2 separate regions of the Mus musculus genome follow, and region 2 is linked to region 1. The links are chromatin contacts, called in public promoter capture Hi-C maps. All regions are on one chromosome and are shown on one strand. The core of a region is the stretch at or near the end of the contact, and the rest is flanking DNA. Distances in the headings are between cores, read along the strand shown.

The links. Capture Hi-C pulls out chosen DNA fragments and counts their contacts.
Region 2: a contact with region 1 is called in a promoter capture Hi-C map of adipose tissue. The contact joins two enhancer-like sites. A contact is called at or near these places in 1 of 39 promoter capture datasets (macrophages) and 1 of 9 other capture datasets (adipose tissue).

What each region holds. Positions count from the first base shown.
Region 1 is chr11:76,163,259-76,170,244 of GRCm38.p6, reverse strand. Vps53 (VPS53 GARP complex subunit) reads left to right here. Exons shown (of 22, transcript NM_026664.4): 3 at 3,997-4,046; 4 at 6,381-6,447. Gm46252 (a long non-coding RNA gene) reads right to left here. Exons shown (of 3, transcript XR_001780093.2): 2 at 6,356-6,483. Among named protein-coding and RNA genes, the nearest start is that of Vps53, 13 kb to the left of the region's middle. Within about 2 kb of position 3,019, at least 41 of the 459 cell types and tissues checked have an H3K27ac peak or open chromatin away from gene starts, as enhancers often do. A contact at or near this core is called in adipose tissue, where this site is marked.
Region 2 is chr11:76,353,896-76,360,881 of GRCm38.p6, reverse strand. The region is part of intron 1 of Nxn (nucleoredoxin); the gene reads left to right. Among named protein-coding and RNA genes, the nearest start is that of Nxn, 42 kb to the left of the region's middle. Within about 2 kb of position 2,596, at least 24 of the 459 cell types and tissues checked have an H3K27ac peak or open chromatin away from gene starts, as enhancers often do. A contact at or near this core is called in adipose tissue, where this site is marked.

The sequences.
Region 1 (6,986 bases), core at 1,770-4,269:
AAAAGCAACTAGAATCAGACAGATCTCCAGAACCCTAGACTGTCCTTTCAGACATTTAAATTATTTTTTATAAAATATTTTATAAAAAATCCTGTCTGATTCCTGAATTTTAACCTGGAAGGAGTATGGTAGTGTTCCTCGTGTGGCCCAGGGGATTAAGGAAAATAATTTCTGTGAGGTGACCAAATTAATTGATAACACCCTCTCACTTGTGTTTGTTCAATAGGTAAGCTGTACATCTATCATGTAATTAAGTGTAGGGTGTGTGTATGTGTGAGTGTGTGTGTGAGTGTGTGAGTGTGTGTGATCTGGGGCTTTACATGTGCGAGGCAAGTGCTCTCCCACTGATCTCATGTCCTGAGTTGAAACTTCTTTCTGTTCTTTTGATAACCTTATTTGTGTACTGCCATGCCTTTGTTCTTTCCTAACCTGCCTGCCCAGTGTCTCTAGGGGTGGCCAGAAGGGCCATCAGATGAATCTGCCCTTGTGCCCTAATCCTTTTTTTTCCCAATCAGTGGCCCTTGTTTACAGGTCTTTGTCATTTTAAATATTCATGTGTGCAGGCATGTTTGTACCGCTGTGTGTTCTTGGAGGTCAGAGAACAGCTTTTGGAGTTGGTTCTTTTCATCTACTATAGTTTCTAAAACTCAGAGTCATCAGGTTGGCACAGCAAGATCTTTTACCTGCAGAGCCATTTCACTAGCCCTCTTTGATTTTTAAAATGCAGTTCCACATCTGCATAATTATTTTTCGGGATTCTTAGAAAGCAATGTTGTATGAAGAAGAAGAGGAGGAGGAGAATGAGAGAGAGAGAGAGAGAGAGAGAGAGAGAGAGAGAGAATAATGTAGTTTAACCAAGACCTTCCTGTCTAAAGGTAATTCATTTCTTGAATTAGCAAATTATCAAATGTCTACTGTAGTGCAGTCAGTATTGATCAGTATTGATTGATTGGTGTGGAATGGCCTCCCAGGCATATGGCTAAGTGAAATGGCCTGGTGCAGCTGATCCTTGGATGTGCTTTTAACTCAGACTGTCTGAGAAAGTAAGCCAGAAGCTGGCTCGGAGCCATGGCTTCTGCTCAAGAGAAGCTGCAGTCAGGTGGAACTGGGCAAGCGGAAGCCTGCATTTCACTACGTGCTCTTACTGTCTAGATTTTTGCTTGTGAATATGTTTTGACAATTTTAAATACCTTATAAATATTTTATACTTGTAATTAAAACAGTCTTATAGTGTGTAATTATATATGATATATACATAGTTATCCATGAGTATGTAAGACATATTATCTTGTATGTCCCTCATTTAGAGGTGTGGTAACAAAGCAGAATTCCTGGCTGCCTTCATCCAGATTTCTCAAATACTTTGTTTTTCTTTTGAGACAGGGTGTCTCTGTGTAGCCCTGGCTGTCCTGGAACTCGCTCTGTAGACCAGGCTGGCCTCGAATTTAGAGATCTGCTTGGCTCTGCTTTCTGAGGAGTGCTGGGATAATGATGTGTGCCACTACCATCTGGTCTTAAAACATTTTTTAAGTCAACGTGTGTGTGTGTGTGTGTGTGTGTGTGTGAGAGAGAGAGAGAGAGAGAGAGAGAGAGAAACAGACAGAGACACAGACAGAGAGAAAGACAAAGGGGAGGAGAGAGAGGGAGGGGGACAGAGAGAGACAGACAGACAGACAGACAATGACTATATACACAGACTGGTAGAAGGCTCAACAGGTAAGGCACGTGCCCCTAAGCCTGAGGACCTATGTGAGGACTTATGTTCAGTCCCAGGACTCACACAACAGAAGAGACCCGACCCTCACAAGCTGTCCTTTGAGATTTGTGCTCAAGCCGTGGTACTTGTGTGCACATACCTGCACTTAAGTGCACACGTGCGCGCGCGCGCGCGCACACACACACACACACACACACACACACACACACACACACACTCTCACTACTGTTGCTTTAAGAGGGCTCCAAGCCGGGCGTGGTGGTGCACGCCTTTAATCCCGGCACTCAGGAGGCAGAGGCAGGCGGATTTCTGAGTTCGAGGCCAGCCTGGTCTACAAAGTGAGTCAGGACAGGACAGCCAGGGCTACACAGAGAAACCCTGTCTCGAAAAAAGCAAAACAAAACAAAACAAAACAAAAAAAGAGGGCTCCAGCAGAGTTAGTAGGCCAGGAGCTGTTATGCTCATTTTCCTTAGAAACTCAGGGATGTTGAACAACTGCCCTCCAGCGAGTTGGCAGTGGCAGAGTGGACGAGTGTGTGGTCCTGGATAACTCACTGGCTGTTCTGACATGGGCAGTGATTTAAATCATACACAGTCCAGTTGTGAAGGGACTAACATAACAGAGTAGGAACAAGTTCACCCCACCTGAGTTGTTTTCCTCATTAAAATAGCTTCTCTTTTCTGAATTTCACTTTCACCGCTGGCTGACTATTCTTGGATTTCTGAAAATTCCGAGTAAGCCTTGGCTTAGCGGAAGTTGTGTGAACAGGGTAATGTGGCATCTCAGGTCTGTTCCTGGAAGGTTTCTGGCTTCCTCCTGTAGCAGAGAGCCAGAAGCAATTTTTAATTTTTAAGCGTAGTTCCTCCTGAGAAAAAGTATCTGTTGGGGAAAAGGCCAAGGGAATTAGAAAATTACCATCCTCCCATCTTCCACCAGGGGGCACCATTTCACCGTATTTTCTTTCGAGGTTTGCTTGTTTTCACTATTCCATAGCAGTCAGTAGAGATGAATTAAAATATAGACAAATACTCAGCCACCACTGCCTGATTTTTTTTTTTTTAAAGAGACTCACTAAGTAGACTGCTACTCAAACTTGTGATCCTCCTGCCTCAGACTCCTGAGTGCTGGCATTACAGGTGTGTACCATTGTGCTTGCTTGAGCAGACTCATGAACTTTCCCAGGTGAAGGGCACCATCACTCAAGGAGGACCCTGAGGACTAACACAGTGTCCTCGGTGAGCCTCTCTGGCTGTGTCAGCCACTGCTTCCTCAGAGAGCTGCTGTTGGACTCGGGTGAGAAGTAGCCCCCCCCCTGCTTTGGGATTGCATCAGTGGGGTTGTGTCATCTGCAGCCTTGCTCCTGACTTTCCCCAGCAGTGGTGTGTAAGAATTAGGCATCTTGGTATGGCTGTATCCATTCATCCCATGTCTTTCTATAGTTTGTTTTATAGTCATATTTTTTTTTCTTTCGAGGCAGGGTCTCACTTTGTAGTGCTGGCCAGCCTAGAACTCAAGAGACTCCCCTGGCTCTGTCTCCTGAGTGCTGGAAATACAAGCTTGCACCATCTCATCCAGGCCACAACCTTGTATGTCCTGTGTTAGCAAACTTCCCATAAAGGTCAAGACAGTCTTCTAAGCTTTATAGGTCCCGCAGTGCCCGGTACAGCTTCCCAGCTCTGCCACCACAGTACATGAGCAGCCACAGCCACATGGGAGTTGACTAATGTGGCTGCCTTCCAATAAAGCTTCAAAAAGAGAACAGATAGTATTTGTCAGCTATGCTTAGGGGCTGGGAAGATGGCTCAGTACGCACTGCTGAGGGTGAAAAAGTGTGGCGACTGAGTCTGGTTCCTGAGCACACATGTAGATGCTGGGCATGGTGGCTTGCCTATACTCTCAGCACTCAGAAGGTGAAGACAAGGGGTTTCCAGAGCAAGCTGGCAGGGAAGACTAGGTGGATCGGTGAGCCTTGGGTGTGAGAGACACTACCTCAGTACATAAGGTGGGCAGTGAGGAAGACTCCTGATGTCACCCTCTGGCCTGTGCATCTGTGTGTTCAAAGAATGGACATACATGCCTACACACATGTACACCATGTGCACATGTACACAAACCAAAACATTTTAAAAAAATAAGATGATTTTTAAAAGAATTAAATGTGCTATCAAGATCAAACTTCTTGAGGTGTCACAAACATCCCTTGAGTGCATTATTTCTCTGTGAAAGAAAATTCCAACAAGGACATTAACAGCCAGCAATCTTCTTTTCTTTATTGTAGTCTCTGGCAAACATTGACGATGTTGTGAACAAAATTAGACTGAAAATAAGGTAAGTAATGCCATATGCTTTTTTAATGAAAGGCATATTGTTAATCTAGTCATATCTGAATCACATTTTTTGATGAAAGCACTGAAATCTCAAATTTAAAAGTAATTCTTCTCTTGTGGCTTTTCATGTAAACTCTATGGCAAAGAGCTTGATTCTTTGGCCAGTGTTTTACTGCCCATACAAAACGAAGGGAGCTGGAACAGACTGTTCAAAAGCAGTTACCATCAGGCGGGCTGTCGTGGTGCACACCGTTAATCCCAGCACTCAGGGGTAGACACAAGTGGATCTCTGAGTTCAGAACCAGCCTATTTTATATAGCCAGGGCTGTACAGTGAGACCCTGTCTTAAAACAAAACAAGACCAAAAAAAAAAAAATCATCAGGGCTGGGAATGTAACTTAGAAGAGTGCTAACCCAGCATAATAACATGAAGCCCCAGATTCAGTCCTAAAAGCATGGCATAAACCCATAAACCACGTATGGGTGCAAACACTTATAGTCTTAGCACGTGGGAGGGAGAGGCAGGAGAGGCAGGAGAGGCAGGAGAATCAGAAGTTCAAGGTCATCTTTGGCTACGTGGTAAGCTTGAGACCTGTCTGGGATTTATGAGACCTTATCAAAAAAAAAAAAAAAAAAAAAAAAAGGAAAAAAGGAGAAAGAAGAAAAGTTAACTTTCAAAGAAGGAATAACTTTTCTATAACGTTTAATGCTTTTATTCTTTAATAGGTTTGCCTATTTTGTAGTACTAAGACCAGCTATGGAGATGAGGTTATATCTTTTGGTCACCTGTAACTATAATATTGAATCTGCAGGTTGACTTAGGTGTGGCCCAGAATTAAACTTTATGGTTAACCCAGAGCCTCACTGTCCATGTCATCATTAGGTGCTTCCTGCCCAGTGGTCTTCTTCTGCCTTATCCACGTCTGCATTTATACATTTGGTACCTGAGAGGTACTAAACAAACGTCTTTTCATTATATAAGTAGCTTGACTACGTTGCTCCAAATTAATTTGGGGAGTTTGTATGTACTCATTTGTTTCCTTTTAAAAATATTTATTTTATAGATGGGGTCTCTCTCTCTCTCTCTCTCTCTCTCTCTCTCTCCCTCTCTTTCTCTCTCTCTCTCTCTATAGTCCCTGGCTGTCTTGGAACTCACTATGTAGACCAGGCTGACTTCAAACTCAGAGATCCACTTGCCTCTGCCTTCAAAGTGATAGTATTTGAATGTGTGTACCACCATATCCAGCTTGGTTTTATTTGACTTTTTTTTGATGAGAAGACATTTTAAAAATTGAAAATGTTCATTTTGAGTCTAGAAGATGAGTTGTTCCCCTCCCCCACCAAGTTCTTTAGATCTTTTGGTAAAGGGCACTGCCATAAATGTGTCGTCCACTGTTGCCTTAGGAAGCACAAAGAGGAGCTAGAGAGGAGGCTTGTTTATTAAAGCACTTGTCGCTCTTAACACGAAGACCTGGGCTTGGCTACCAGCTCCCACACAGTGGCTCACAACCATCTATAACTACTCCTGGGTGATTTGACACTCTCTGCTGACCTCTGCAGGCACTAGGCATACATATGGTACACATGCATACATACAGGCAAAGCATTCATACACATAAAATAATAAAATAAGTACATCTTTTTTAAAAGAGCCTCCTTGTTGTTTTGTTAGCTCCAGCCATAGTGGCTCTAGAGGAGACCTGAGCATGGCCAGAGTTTATATATAGAAAGTAGAACATCCTGGTAACCCAGGGAGCCCTGGCAGCAAGGTATTTCCTGCATTCTTGCTACCATACCTTAAACAGATTCTTCAGGTACAAGATGAAGCTGACTGACAGAAATACCTCTGGCAGATGCCCTGTACAATGGCCCTTGCTGAGCCCAAGGGAAAAGAGATCCTGGAAGCCATAGACCTGCCTCTGACAACATCAGGGCACAAAGAGTAAGCTCTGATTTCACAAATCACACTACTCCTTGACCCTTTTAATGTCTCCAAAGTAGAGATTTTGCAGTTGCTAATTTGAATCTGCTAGCTTCTTTCTGTAAAACACCTTTAATTTTGTCACTGCTGGTTTACTCTGGAAACATTTACAGTCATATTGGTTCTTTCAGCCACTTCTGAATATTAGCTCTTGCCCCTTTTTAAACAAGATAATGCCTATGCCTGCATTAATGGCAGCTTCTTGTGTTTGTATTGCTGCTTGTACTTGTTTGGGACTCTGCACTAAATAGACGCAGCCTGGAAAGGTCGGTGAGTGAATGCTGATTTTCTCCCCAGAATAGTGTTTACTTGAATGACTTGTATCTTACCTCTGATTTTTATTCTTTTGGCCAGGAGACTGGATGACAATATCCGGACTGTCGTAAGAGGTCAGACAAATGTGGGGCAGGATGGAAGGCAAGTAAGTGACACATCCCTCTGCGTTGGTTTCAGTCCCCTAATTTTATAAAGACCAAAAAACCAAGTGACCAAAAGTTGAGCAGTTTGTTTGCAGTTTATTAGTCTGTTCCTATACAGCAGGAAGCATGGTTGACCTGCCCCACCATGTCAGGGGCTAAAGACCAGCCACGGACTCTCACTCAGTGCCCTCCAGATCCGCATCACTCACGTATTAATGCACAGCTCACCCAGGGCCAGCAACCTGCAGGCTCTGCTGGATGAACTGAAGGGTCCTGGTATTCATCCTTCTATGTCCTGTGCCGGCTTTGGTCTGCAGCCTGGTTGCCGGGCACAGTTAGATTGCTGTGGGAGATGCTGAGGTGAGGCAGCCATGGTTCCTCACCTGCTCTGCCAGCCAGCAGGACTGGGCTCGTTCTAGTGTGCCAGTCTCACTTTGGAGGGCTGTGGTGGGGGGAGAAGGGGAAAGAAGCCTATGGAGAGGAGGTCTCTTCGGTAACTGAAGGGCGAATGGTGTCTGTTAGGTAACTCGTTTCTCGTGTA
Region 2 (6,986 bases), core at 1,347-3,846, 190 kb before region 1:
TAGGAGTGCTGAGATTACAAATGTACACTACTGAATCTGGCTTTAGGTAGGTTCTGGGACTTGAACTCAGGTCCTTATACTTGTGCAGCAAGAGCTTTAGCCACTGAACCACCTCTCCATGCTTGTACCTCATGTACAAGGTCGGCATCGGTAATATTCTTCTTGTGGCTCTTTGTGTAGTTGGAGTTAGGTATGGTGATACCTCCATTCTCCTTGCTTTTATTCTCCTTGTGTGTCTCTCTCATTTAGGTCTTTTCTTCCACAGCAATGTCCAGTCTGTCGGTTTGTAGGGCCTAGGAGATTTGGATCTCTGGGCCATGTGTGCCATGCAGAACACAGCATATCCAGTTACAGGAAGGACTTTTTCTGGAGCCAGTGCTGGACCTGGTGGTACGCTGTGCGCAGAAGCACAGAAGGGCTGCCCTTGCAGTCACTCAGCAGGTCATGGCCAGTTACAGAGCCTCAGGCAGAATGTGGCCTTTCCAAAGGAGGTGGAGAAAAAAAGATGAGAAACAAAAAGACAAAAGGCTTTGTCTCTTGTGAATTGTGTGCAAGTGCGTACGCATGTCTGTGTGTGTGTGTGTGTGTGTGTGTATGTGTGTGAGCCTCTGCCTGCGTGTGAAGGTTGGAGGACAAACTCAGGTATCTGCCACCTCCTTCCATCTTGTTTGAGACATGGTCACTCTTTTTGTTGCTCACTACTTTATGTGTCAGGCCAGCAGGACCTTTTTGAGCATTCTACTGTCTCTGCCCCATTTCATGATAGGAGTCCTGGGATTGCAGATGTGCCCTGCTTCTTTGTGGGTTCTGAGGAAATCCGGTCCAAGGCAAATACTTTACCCTACCTCCCCAGTCCTTGACATTTATTTTGTGTAAATAAGATTGCTTTAGCTAATCCCCCCAATGACAAATGTTCATACAGTGTTGACACTCAAATGTGTGACTTCTGTCATTAGCTGAATTTGAGTGACATGCTGATGATGCGGGGGTGGGGGGGTGATGGTGGTGGCAGACTCTAGTCATCCATTGGAGAGCAACAGATGTAAGCTAGAGAGACACATGGTGGCCTGGTTTTATCTGTGTGGGTTCGAAGGCTGTAGCTGGCGTGGAGTAGAGAGTGGCTTTGTTTAGACAGATTACCACAGTCGGTACCCAGCTGGGTCTCTGTCCCTCAGCTCCTTTAGACAGAGCTCTTTTTGTAGCTGCTCAATAAACCCAGCAAATGAACTTTAGGGTAGCTCTCCTGTGGAGGGGCTTAATCCCTGCAGCAAACCTGGAGCTGCCGTTTCCCTGTAATTCCCATGACCTCAAATCCTGCTTCTGCGTCTTTCCAAGCTTCCTGGGCCCATCCATATCTTATACCCTGACCTGACTTCATGGCTTCCTATTCCCCAGAGTAGCCCTTTCATGGACTTCTTTGCTGGTTGTCCCACCACAAGTGGCCCTGGCTTGGCACTGTCATAATCCAGTGGTACCTCCACACCCCAGTTGTCTGACCATAAGTAGCCTTTGGTTGGTGCTGTCATGATCTCGTGGTACCCCCAAGCCCCACGTTTCAGGATTTTTAAGCTCAGAGGATTCTGGTTTCTCCACAGACCGCACAGTACAGACGAGGTGGTAACTTTTACAAGAGATCCGCAGAAGCTTGGGAATTGGTGTGGAGTCCTGTGGTGGTTTTAAAAAACACAGCAAGAAACGACGTAATGATGAGTGACAGCCAGCAGCGATGCTGTCCAACTCTGGAGCTGGGCTAGAAGACTCTTCTGACTTGGACTGGAAGTTGGCCAGCTGTGGGATTTTATTGATCATAAGTTGCTAATTCAAAGGCTTTTGCAGCCCTGACCCCTGGTTTTCTTCTTACTGCACTTCCTACATTTCCCGGAGCCTGCATTTATGACTTTTATCATCATAAAGTTCAAAATGAAATACCTACTTAAAAATTAATTGAAGCTTGCGAACACCACGTCATTTGTTAACGTGCATAGTGAGGCATGCTCGCAGACCCCCCTCCCCATCTCCTCCATCTGTTTATTTTGCGATTAATAAAAGGCAAAGCATGTTTGTGCTTGAGGCCGAAGATCTTGGCTGCCTGTGTCGGAATCTGTGAATTTAGTCCAAATTGATAATGTCCTGGTATTTGTGGAGGCTTTTATTTATTTATTTTAGAAAAGGCTGCTTAAATGAAGGCTTTTTTTTTTTTTTTTCTGAAGCTGACCACATAGAGTTCAGGATAAACAGCTTTCTAGAAAGAGGTTTCTGAATAATAGGGATGTGGATTTACCGTAGGGGTCTTGAGTGAGTTTTCAAGGCATTGTTTTAAGTTGGTGGGAGGCCCAGATGAAAGAGGAATTTCATGATAAGCCCCTCTTTGAGTCATTTCTTGTAGCAGGGAGGCAGTGGGATGCTGGGGTTTGCTCTCGGTCCTCATGCAAGAAGCTTGTGCTGGCAGAAGAGGTACAGAGGGCTGCCTTGCCCTGCCCTGCGCTAGGCAGTACAGCCCTCATCTGGGCTGGGGTTTTAGAAATAGTCCTGCCGTGAACCTCACACTAGGAAATCAGTCTTTCCCTCCCCTGCCTTCTCTCTGTGCCTATGACTCAGTGAGTGTCAGGTCTTCCTCCCTCTTTCCTTTGTGCCTTGTCCCCCTTCTATGAACAGTCATTTAATTTATTCCTTGCTGCTTATCATTTTAATAATCAGACTTTTCTCCCTGGGCCAGGCTCTTCTCCAGAGGCCTTGCCCTGCCTCTGTCTTACAATAGATATTCACCAACAAGTAAGTGCTGGCTTCCGTGACAGCAAACACAGATCCGGAGCTGTTAGGGTCAGACTCTGCTCCTGGGAGCCCTAACATGCTAGGCTCACCGCTGTCCCTCAGTGTGCCAATCAGGGGGTCAAGTAACATCGAGAGGCAGAGAAAGGAGATTGATCCGCTGTGGCCACATTGGGGAGAAGAACAAATAAAGGGGTTCAGGGACCCTCAAGTCCATCTTTGGGGCCTTGACAAGAGAGCTAAGTGTTCAAACAGAGGACAAGAGGAACGCATTGTGAAGCGGTCAAGGCGTGGTTCCATCCATTACAGTCTGGGCCCGAGTGTCTCCTGCAAGGTGATCTGGTGTTATCAGAACTTTGAACCTTTTTTCCTGAGACACAGTTTCCGGACGTTACTAACACTAGGCTCGGCCTTTTCATTCTCTCAGCTTGAGATTCTTGGGAAAATTCCAGTCTCCTTGGGACCATTGTTTCAGTAGTGTGATACCAGAGGGAGCGGTGGCGGCGGCGGCACAGTGTCCCTGCCAGGACCGGCATACCTGGGGTTCCAGACACTACTTGGTCTTGAAGATTGAACTGAGCTGGTTAAGCAAGAGACCCTGGCTCTTCTCCTGCTTCTCCTTACAGTCTTAACTATTTCCTGTCAGTGGCAAGACCGCGTTTACTGTGTGCTAAGAAATGTTATCATCTTTAAAAAGGTAAGCCAGCTTGCCCTGGCCCTCTCAAGCACTGGGAGCCTAAGGCGGTGGATCGTGAATTTGAGGCCAGCCTGGGATGGGAGGTGGTGGGAGACTCTTGTGGGGCGGTGGGGGAGGATGAAGGAGAATCGGAATGGATAATTCTTGTTGAGTTTCAAGTTTTTATGGAGAGATCAGGTTGTTTTTATGCACATCTGATGGCTGTATAGATGGGCAGACGGATAATGGATTGCTAGGGGTATTGGCCCACTAGATTATAGAGGTTGAAAAGGCCCCCCAAAAGCTTCAGAAACTGGTCGCTATTTATGTGGGTCCTAGAATCCAAAGACAGGGCAGCTAAAACATCCAGAGACCAGGAAAGATGAAGAGAACTTTCTTCCCCATCAGTTTGTTCTGTCAGGGCCCTTGATCAGTTGGTACCTGCTCTCCCCGAGGGTGGCTCTCTCCCGCTCAGCTTTATTATTAACTAAATTAGATTGTTTAAAAATACTTTTTTTTTTAATAGCCAGGCAGTGGCATACATCTGATGTCTCAGCCACTCTGGAGCCCGAGAGGAAGGTCACTTCAGGTCACTTCACCCCAATAGTTGAGCATCACTGTGAGCATTTCACTGAGACCCTGTCATAAAGCAGACACGCCCGTGTGATGGTGTGCGCCCAGGGGCCTTGTCACGGTGGGGTCCTGACCCTGAGTCCCAGGCCACACAAAAATAGAATGCCCCTTTACCTCAAAACCCAAACCCCAAAACCAACAACCAAACCAACAGGCAAACAAAGCATTCTTAATCTGTTTGGAAGCCTCATCAAGAAGAGAGACAGGAGCCGGGTGTGGTGGTGCACGCCTTTAATCCCAGCACTCGGGAGGCAGAGGCAGGTGGATTTCTGAGTTCGAGACCAGCCTGGTCTACAAAGTGAGTTCCAGGACAGCCAGGGCTATACAGAGAAACCCTGTCTCGAAAAACGGAAAAAAAAAAAAAAAGAAGAAGAAGAGAGACAGGAGAGGTGGCTGAAAAGTCCATCCGCCTCTGTGGCACTGGGAAGGGCTCCGAAAGCCTGCTTGCACCAGCAGCACCAACTGCTGAGAATCTAATAAGACTGCAAAGTCTTGGACCCCAGCCCAGCCCACCTTCCCTTCCGAGTCAGGATCTCTGGGTTGGCACCCTGACAGACCCTCCAGGCTTCTCTTCGACCCTCGGTGCTGGGTTGGGGGTAGGACTCAGGCACCCCAGGCGAAGCGCTCTGCCACTGAGCAGCAGCCCCAGCTCCTCTAGGTGACTCTGGTACAGATCCAGCCTGAGAAGAACAGACAGGCCTCGAGCGAAATAGAAAAGGAACAGTTTCCCACACCAGTATCATGTTCTGATGTGCTAAAAGTCTCGGACCCTTCTAAGAACACGCAAACTTAAAAGAAAAAAAAAAAAGAACATGCAAACTTAGGGTCAGTGAAATGGCTCATGACCGCCTGAGTTTGATCCCTGAGACCCATAAGGTGGAAGGAGAGACTCCCCACAGTTATCCTTTGACCTCTACCCATAACACCCTGGCGTGTGTACCCACACTTACCTGCACATATGCCCATGCGCACCCATACAAATATAAATTTAAAAGAATTAAAAAATATATAAATTTAAAAGAATATCTAGAACAGTTACTCTGGGGTTAGGACCAGAGAGAATTGCAACCCCTCCCCTATGCAAGTGCTGAGCGGGGCCAGCAGAAGGGGAAGAGACTTGTGGGAGGAACCCATTTGCCATAGCCAGGTGGGGCAGTGAGTGGGTGAGGGTGACCCTTGGCCAAGCAGCTGAGTGGCAGGGAGCGTCCAGCTGTGGCTGACTTCTCACAGGTCACGTGCTATTATCAGGAAACAAGAAGCCCTTTGCTTGTGGCCTCTGACAACGTTCAGCGTGGCTTTCAGATGTCCTCTGGCCATTTCTAACCTAAAATAGATAAGTAGGGGCAGGGAAGCCGTACCTTGCCTCCTGTGTATGCTGGTGGTGGGTACCGAGGTCTTCAGCAAGACATGCCTCGCAACCCCACCCCTGCTTCCATTCGGAACTGACCAAGAGGATCAGCCTCATGTTGGGTGGCAGCCTCAGAAAAGGTAGAGGCCATCACACAACTGCCACGGACTACTTAGCCGAGATGGTGACCAGACAGTCTGAGGCCTCAACACAGTTTGCAGAGCCACTGAGCATAATTGTCAGGCGAAGTGAAATTTACCACACCCACCCTTGTACAGCCAATTACTCTGTTATTAGCAGAGGCCCCGAAGAACATCGAAGTACCTAGTGTCTTAGTGGGAACAGCTGCTGTCACTAATGACTTATAATATAACGCGTGTTTTCCTTCTTAGGTAACACATTCCCCACGTTTATTACCAGCTCCATGAAATAGCTGAGCAGTGTTAGGAATTACAGTGTCCTGATCTGTAGACGGACCGCTGATAGCATACCCAATAAGGAAAGAGGATTAAAGCCTGAAGTTCCAGAAACTGACTTGAAACTGGACTTTCCAAGAGAGCAGGTAGAATGTTTGTCTCTCTTCCTCAAGTGCTTACCATACAGGAGAGAAAGCAAAATGAAAAATACAGACTGGGGTCCGTGCTGGAGCTGAAAAGAAAATAACTATAGAGATGTCCCTGCCGAGGGACCTCCCAGAGTGCTAGAGAGGATTTTGTGGTGCTCACACGGACCTGTTTGTTCAGCTGTAGAGGGCACGCTCCCCAGGTGGTAGGAAGGACCCTGTATTGGGTTCCCTGAGGAGCAGCTTGCTGGCCAGGGCGCCTTCTGGAGAGCCCGGTGAAGAGAAAGGAAACTTGGTGAGATGGAGTGGTGCCTGCCACAGACGGCTTCACGAGAGTTTGATGGCAAAAGTGTTTAAGAAAGACGAGAGCCATGGCGGAAGAGGAGGAAGCGGGATGATCAGTAGCGGGGTAGACAGATGGTGTTCTTTCTTAAGGTCTCTAAGGTGTCACACTCAGGTGTGACAGGCAGGTGTGTCTCCCTGTCTCCCTTCAATTCTTAAATCAAACCGAGTTCTCCTTCCCTGTGGCGGTGACTGTATCGCTGCTTGTAGTTTACCTGGTTATACCTGTAGTAGCTGTGTGCATGAAGTGTGTGCAGTGTGTGCACACCCATGAGTGTGAGTGATATGGAAGCCAGATGAGGCGGAGTGTCTTCCTCTACCACCCTTCCCCCTTTTCCTCTCTGTTTTTGAGAGGATCTCACTGTGTAGCTTTGGCTGTCCTAGAACTCACTATGTAGACCAGGCTATCCTCAAACAAAGATCTGCTTGCCTTGCTGGGCAGTGGTGGCGCACGCCTTTAATCCCAGCACTTGGGAGGCAGAGGCAGGCGGATTTCTGAGTTCAATGCTAGCCTGGTCTACAGCGTGAGTTCCAGGACAGCCAGGGCTACACAGAGAAACCTGGTCTTGAAAAACAGAAAAACAAACAAACAAAAAAGATGTGCTTGCTTCTGTCTCTTGAGTGCTGGGATTCAAGGTGTGCCACCACACCTGGCT